2 separate regions of the Oryzias latipes genome follow, and region 1 is linked to region 2. A link is a contact called in public Hi-C data. All regions are on one chromosome and are shown on one strand. Each heading gives the region's core, a stretch centred on a gene start, on an enhancer-like site or on the middle of the called end of the contact. The rest is flanking DNA. Distances are from core to core; before and after follow the strand shown. Region 1 overlaps LOC101157968 (a long non-coding RNA gene). Region 2 has its middle 4.8 kb from the start of sox4.

Evidence for each region. Hi-C and Micro-C count contacts between places; a contact is called where the count stands out from the background.
Region 1: a contact with region 2 is called in a Hi-C map of fibroblasts, with 2.1 times the contacts expected there. The contact joins two enhancer-like sites. A contact is called at or near these places in 2 of 5 Hi-C or Micro-C datasets (embryo and fibroblasts).

What each region holds. Positions count from the first base shown.
Region 1 is chr16:11,522,824-11,526,377 of ASM223467v1, forward strand. It overlaps LOC101157968 (a long non-coding RNA gene), which reads left to right. Exons shown (of 7, transcript XR_002291942.2): 3 at 3,415-3,511. Among protein-coding and RNA genes, the nearest start is that of LOC101157968, 59 kb to the left of the region's middle. Within about 2 kb of position 1,253, at least 3 of the 8 cell types and tissues checked have an H3K27ac peak or open chromatin away from gene starts, as enhancers often do.
Region 2 is chr16:11,450,731-11,454,697 of ASM223467v1, forward strand. No RefSeq gene overlaps it. Among protein-coding and RNA genes, the nearest start is that of sox4, 4.8 kb to the left of the region's middle. Within about 2 kb of position 1,436, at least 5 of the 8 cell types and tissues checked have an H3K27ac peak or open chromatin away from gene starts, as enhancers often do.

The DNA.
Region 1 (3,554 bases), core at 3-2,502, 72 kb after region 2:
TCTTATAAAGTTTTACTTTGAAAGTAAAACAGAAGTTGGGTTTTTTCTTTCAAACCCGGACCTGTTTTCCAGTTAACTGGCTTTTTGCTGTGAAATGCATGCGTGAACGGACCGTCTGACATATGACAGAGGGGATTGGACGTTCCGGTTGATTGATGAACGCTTTTTTTGTGTCAACTCAATGGAGACCCGCAGAAATCAGCCTTTACCGCTGTTCTGTGTGGAAGGAAACAGAACCAGATAGGGGCGTGAAAATAATCAGCATTCCCCACCCATTCGAACCACGTCATGAAATCTGTCCACCTTTATCCACCTTTGTCATGGTAGGATAACATGTCAATGTAGGGGGGGGTCATCTAAGATAGCACAAGGGTTAAAACCAAAACAGGCTGACTGATGTCTTTCCCAGGGTTTTAGACTTTTTGCCACACAGGAAGTCTAAAAAGAAATGTTTCAGAATAACTTTTTTGTGTCTTTCACAATGTTAAAATGAGTCAACTCATTTATGTGTGAATCTTTCTACAGTTTTGTATGCAGATCTGCAATATCTAATTCATATAACAAACCCAAATTGATTGAAGTGTCTTCCTTTATCACTCAAGCCTCACCTGTTCCAACTGAAATTCTATTATCTGGCTCTGCAGCAGTGGAATTAAAAGTTGTTTCGAATGGGATGCAGTAGTATGATTCCTTTTTTTTTTTTGTCTTCACAGTTGACGGTTACAAGTTGTCAATTTATGTATGCAAAGTTTGTCCGTTGGTAAAGTTGGACGCTTAGATTTGCATAAAGCAAAGTGCAGAGAAACAGTGGGGCTTTTTATGTCGTGCTTTATTGTGTCTCTGGGTTATCAGGTCTGTTTAGTCTGAATAAAAGAGTGCACAGGGAGGGTGTGTGTGTGTGTTTTCAGTTTGTGTGCTTTGACTGTTTTCCCCTCTAATTTTCTCAGTATCACATGGCATCTTTGTTCAGGAATTCAGAGGTGAAACTGCTTCACAGTCAGGCAGCTCTTCCAAGGAGACTTTTAAAGCTCGCTGTAAGCGTAAAGGGTAAAAAAAAAAAAGCGTTTGTTTGTCAGGGAAACCAAAAAGTGGGTCATGATTTGGGTGGTTTTGTCCTCTCTAAATGTAATGAGGCTTACATATTGTTGTATGTAACTTTAGCTGGAAAGGAGCCGAGCGGGATGGTATGAGGACGTGCTGACACCGCTCTTTCCCTTGTGGAGTGCTTGGAGGCTGGTCCGTGGGTGGCCTGCAGCAGGAGGGTAGTTCAAGCTTGTTTTGTGGAAAGTGAAACCAGCCCGTCCTCTTAAGCCTTACGTCAACATCAGTCAGTTATTGATGTTCTCTATTTTAAGGTGAAAGCTCTGCGCCTTTCCTCTCTCTGTACGTCTCTGTATTGCTTTCAGTGGGTGTGTGTGTGTGTGTGTGTGTGTGTGTGTGCTTTCAGCATTCCTCACACAGCCCAGCCAGCTATGTGAAAAAATAAGCCGGCTTGGCTACCTTTCCCCTTAAGTTAATGATTTAGAAGAGGTGTTGGCAGACTAAATGATCACAATCTAAAAAGCCTCATTGAGGTGCTGCTCAGTGGCATGCCACAGCTCGGAAACACCTGGCCATAATTTTTCTTAATGTAAAAAAGCTCACCGTGTCAAAAATTAACCATCATACGAGTAAAAAAAACATATATTTTCTGAATATTTTATAGAACCCATACCGTGCTGCTTTAGAGTCATCTAACCCTGATTATATATTTACACCAGCATTAATTATTGCGCTGGTTTAACGTGCTCTTGGATATTTGAAATGACCCTCTAGCTGGAAGTATGATGCCTTGTCTGTTACAAAGACCAGGTCTTCTCTGGTTAATAATTAAACCGAGCGTTTCAAGATGCGAGTTTTTATGTAGCCCGTAGTGTTCACACTGGATGAGTAGGGATGGGCTTCTTCTTCTTTTTCTTCTGTTTATTAGTGCATGTCTGCCCCCTACAGTTGGAAGAGCCTTGGTGCGAAATGTCGAAGCAGTGCAAATTGGGCTCTAAACAGTTTGATTCGGTTCATTGTCAGTTCATCTGCATCATGTCAGCAGTGAAGTCTTGGTTATTTGAAAAACCAACACAGACGTCGTCAGGCTTATTGCCGTGTCTGGTTTCACCAGATGAACCAGCTACGCTCTGAGTTTGGTGAGTTTCGCTGCTTCACTACAAAATCCGAGTACCCCGATTGGTCAAATTTAGCTGCCACAGACGGCTGCCAACGCGCATTCAATGGTCATGTGTTTTTCTTACATAATGCCTGAAAGTATTGTCAAGGGAGGCGTGTACATAGCTTTACCTCCAGTATTATTTCTCCGCTCGGTTTTACTCACCGTATTGATTTGGGAACTAACGTCTTCCTAATGAACCGAAACACAGTTGTGTCAGAGGAAAATTTTACAGATAAGAACACTGTTTTGCAACTTCTGTTGTAACTATACTAGGATGGGGGACGGATGCCCTTCTTAACACAACCCTGTATTTTATTCGGGCTGGGGACCGGCACAGGGGGACTCAGACTGGGACCCCTGTGTTTAAGGACCCACACTGGATGAAGCTCATCGCACCCCCTGGGAATCGAGCCTTGGTTTCCCATGGACCAGTTCTGCATGCAGCCAACTGAGCCACCCAGTAGTACAAAGGAACAAACCCTCTAAATTTTCAATTCTGTCTGTAAAAATAAACTGCATCCACTGCTGCCTGGTGTAAAAGGCAAACGAAACATTCTCCTCAGCCAAAACAAAAAAACACACTTCCTCTTTTTATAATGGAAAAAAAGCTTGTTTATTTTATCTAAACACCATAACCTTGTGCTATCCTAGGCACTTTAACATTGGGAGTTGGGTCATCTAGACCCACTAGACAGTGCGCAGAACCTTTTTTCTTCAATGATTTGTGAACCTCACTGGTGTCTATGGATTAAAGAAATCTTTCCACCTTTGTCATGGTAGGAATAACACGTCAATGTAGGGGGGGTCATGTAAGATAGCACAAGGGTTAACTGTCACTTTGAATTTAAATAAAAAACAATAATAATCTAATTAATAACTATGAGTTATGTTATTTTAAATCACTTATGTGTTTCACTTATAGCTGACCCTGTAAATGTTTTACCTTATATAATTTGTTATATGACCTTTTTATCCTTATTGAAGAAGACAAATGGGTACATTTGTGAAATGTGACATCATTTACATTATTAGAGCATATAGTGTGAAGGAAATTATATGATAGAAAAGAGCATATAACATGAAACAATTACACTATGTGTGTTTTTATGATTCTCTGCTGCTCAGACGTTGAATTTTCATTCAAATAAAATTGCTGCAAGTTTCACACCAAGTTTGACTGTTTTGGCTTTTTTCTTCTTCTTGTTTTTCAGGTGTAAAAACTCATCAGGCGTTTGCTGCCACTGGGCATCTACAACGAATAGAATCAGACCAACCTGCAGACCAACAGTCAGAAGATCTGCTAGAAAAGTAAGTGACTTAAGCTTTGTGAATTTTAATCAAAGTTATTATA
Region 2 (3,967 bases), core at 186-2,685:
AAAATAAAACAAAAAGAGGAGATTGTAGCTTTAAAAATTTGACTTGGATGTTTTCACCGAGTGATGTCACATTTTGCCAGTCAACCACTGGATCGAAGAGACTGTCAATATTTTCAAACAAACAAGAGCGACAACATCAAGCATATTCAAATTTCTGACTTGAGTTCCGCAACATCTACATGTACTGCGTTTCTCATTGTATTTGAATATATAACCTTTTTTTTACTTGTCGGCTAAACTATTAGCTAATAAATGTTTTAGTATCTTTATGGCATGGTGACTAGCATTTGTATTTCAGATTGAGGTTATTAGCTGTTGTGTTTTTTCAGAAAAAAAAAAACTGGGGGAGGGGGGATGAGGAAAAAACATTTAAACGTGAACTTGATCTTTGTATATTTGACTGTACCATAAAGCAAAAAGATTGTGTGTTTATGTATGTCGTTGCTATCAAAGACAGGCACTGTCTAGAACTGCTATCTTTTCCACATCCTTATTTACATTGAAGGTGGTCAGTTCAGACTGTTTTTTTTATATAAATATATATATAAAAGCATTTTTAAATATATTAACTTTATTTTTCATCCATCTTGTGCAATATGCGGTGTAGAATTATCATTTATTGTCTCTAAATCATGCCATAAACAAAGGAACCACCCGTTTTTTTCTCATTTTTTTTTGACATAACAGAGAAATGAGGGGGTTTTGTCTCATGCCAGCTAAGTTGTGTCCATTCACTGCCTGTCAGATTGTTGATAGCAAACTTGTGTACAGAACTTTTTTCAAAGAAGGAAATAAATATCAGCTGGAACTGAAAGTCTGTATCAGTTTTTGTTGTTGTTGTTCATGTGAAAAATTCTTCATAAATGGGACGTTTTGATGATGATGTCACCGCATGGCACAGATTTGCTTGGGAGCTGCAAAGCAACATCATTGGTTGGTTATATCAACTGTGGGTTGTTTTGTTGACATCAGAAAGGGGCCGCATAAATAACTGCACTTATCTGCTTAAAGAGCTGTGGACGATGAATTTGTGGCTTAAGGGGTAAAAAAAATAATAATACATTCCATTATGCATAGCTGGAAAACAATATTATACAGGGTTGATAACAGAAAGTAGGTTAGTGTCACTTGTAAACAAGAGTTTGTTGATTTCAAAGCATCATAGAATTATAGCTAATGATATTTATTGAATAACTAATACCTAAATGTAGGTACAAGTTATTAATAAAAAAAACACAAATTTTGAATTTTATTCAGAGAGATTCCATAACTAATGAACTCCTAATGTGTATAAATGAGCCGAATTCTTATCGATTCAGTCTAAATTCCCTACATCTTCTATTCTCCACATTGTTTTCTTGCTAGTTGAGGTGTGTGCTCACAGCCAGACAGCCACGCTTCCCTTCCCCCTCTCCCAGACAGACCCTTGGTGGGGGGAAGGGCTGTTGAAGCAGCAGTCAGCCAAGGGCCCTCCAGCGTAGCTGACAAGCATGTCTGTCTGTCTTTCTGTCTGTCTGTCTGTCTGCCTGCTGTATGTGTCTGTTTACTGCATGTGTATGTATGCGTGTGTGTGTGTGTGTGCATGACATGTGGATGTCTGTGAAAGGAGAAAACAGCTGCTTTAAAGGGCCGTGCAACTTAAAAAAATGAAATAAAAACTAAAAAGCCTTTACACAATCCATTTCATTCTAAAGGTATGGACTCTTGGTCTGTGCAGACGGGCTGCATTGAAAACATCTACTCCCCCTTTCATTCAGCAAAATATGCTGATAATTAGGGGTGTAACCATCGATGAATCAATTGATATTCCTACGATCCAACTAGACCAATCAATCAGAGGGAAGTTGATAATCCAACTGATCTACACAATTATAAAATTGTATTTAAATGAAATAAATTGATTGTATCGATCTTGGAAAAAAAACAACATTTGGACTGATGCACAGTAGGTTTATTTTACTATGACGTTAAAAACGACCATAACAGCGGAATAACACACATGTATTTCTAAAGACACGATCATACACTGTGGTACCATGTTCTAATCATTTTCCATTTTGATGTAAAAAAAACAACAGTAGGCTGAACTTTAGGAAACTAAACTGTGAATGGATTTACCTTTAATTCTTGTTTATTTGTTTGTTTGTACACATATTTGATTTACACTTGAATATCTTGCCAAAAAATACAAGGATTCTGATAAACTTCACCTGCTCTGTTCAGTATCCTGGTATTTATCTCTGAGTCAAAGTGGTTAAAGTTTTGGCTAAAGATCTATTTTTAGGTCAGTGAATGATCCAAATGAACCAAAATCCATTAAGAGTTGTAGCGTCTGCCACAAATTAGGATATGAATTGAATTGTTATGTAAATGAATCGCTACACCCCTACTTATAATGTAAGATTTCATTGAGGTGGTGAGTCTTTATCTAGATTTGGATCAGTCATGCATGAGAAAAGATAAAGTGCATTGCGCTGCAAACTGCATTGAAACTGATGTTGTTGGGCTTTAACATGGGACAGCTATGTTTAAAAAACGACTCCTTTATGTTCTATTAGTGTGTGTTTTGTGATGTGCTGGTTCAAAAGCAGCATTTTAAGTCTCCCGCCCCTTGTTTTCCACAATCAAATAAGGAGAAGTCCTTTATTACAGTCTAAATTCTGTCTGTGGTTAGCTGTACGAGACCCATTGATCCTAATCTATTATTGAACATCCAAAGGATACATGCTGCATGCCTCATGCACCGGGATATAATCTGCAATTTGTGGTATTATCTTTCAACCCCGAACCGTTTCAGCACTTCTGTGTTCATGGGGAGCTCCTTCAGGCGCCGGGAGTCCTGCTCGCTGTGCAGCTTCGAGTGCCGCTCAGCTGGCTCCTCGGTGGGGGGACGGGCAGCCAGCAGCTAAGGAGTGGAGCAGAACAGTCGAACTGTAGGAGGCCTTGGCCTGAAACCACAGCAGGAGGAGGAGGAGGGGAAGGAATAAGCTGTTGGAGGTGGGAATAGAGAGGCAGGAATCCATTTCTTCGCCTGACTGTCATTATGTACACCCTTAACCCTTGTGCTATCCTATGGGGTCCAGATGACCCGATCCTTATATTGACGTGTTCTCCCTACCATGACAAAGGCGGATAAAGGTGAAGAGGGTTTCATGTAATCCATGGACACAAGTGAAGATCACAAATCATTGAAGAAAAAAGGTTCAGTGCACTGTCCTGTGGGGTCTAGATGACCCCACTCCAAGTGTTAACCTGCCTAGGATAGCACAAGGGTTAAACCAGTATGAGTCGGTTCTGTGGGTGGGCCCCATCATTCTGGTTTCATTTAATTCCAATTCAAGTTTGTTAAAATTATACGAGAATCCTGTTTTTCATTTTTTATTTGTGACTGTCTGGCATGAAGCTGCTGGAGGTTTCAGTTATAAACCCACTGGCTCACTTACACAAAAACCTCACAGGATTTAAAACACAAGACCCCAGATCTGAATGACTCGGATCCATTGACCGTATCCCTTGTGCTATCTTAGATGACCCCCCCCTTACTTTGACGTGTTCTCCCTACTATGACAAAGGTGGATAAAGGTGGAAAGATTTCATGTAATCCATGGACACCAGTGAAGATCACAAATCATTGAAGAAAGAAGGTTCAGCGCACAGTCTAGTGGGTCTAGATCAGTGTTTTTCAACCAGTGTGCCGCGGCACACTAGTGTGCCGTGGAAAATTGCCCTCATTAACTGATCTAAAAACATTAACCATCTCAAGGAAATCAGCTTTTTGTTCATCCAAACAGGTCCTGATAAAACACTGAGCAGTTAGGAATATAAAAGATCATAAAATACTTTTTTCTTTGTGTTTAATTGATTCTATTAAAGACATTTTGATAAGAATGACGGCACCGCGATTTACCTGCAGCTATAACTGTGTAAGGAAAAGTCCCGCAGCTTTTACTGTCTCCACGACTCCACC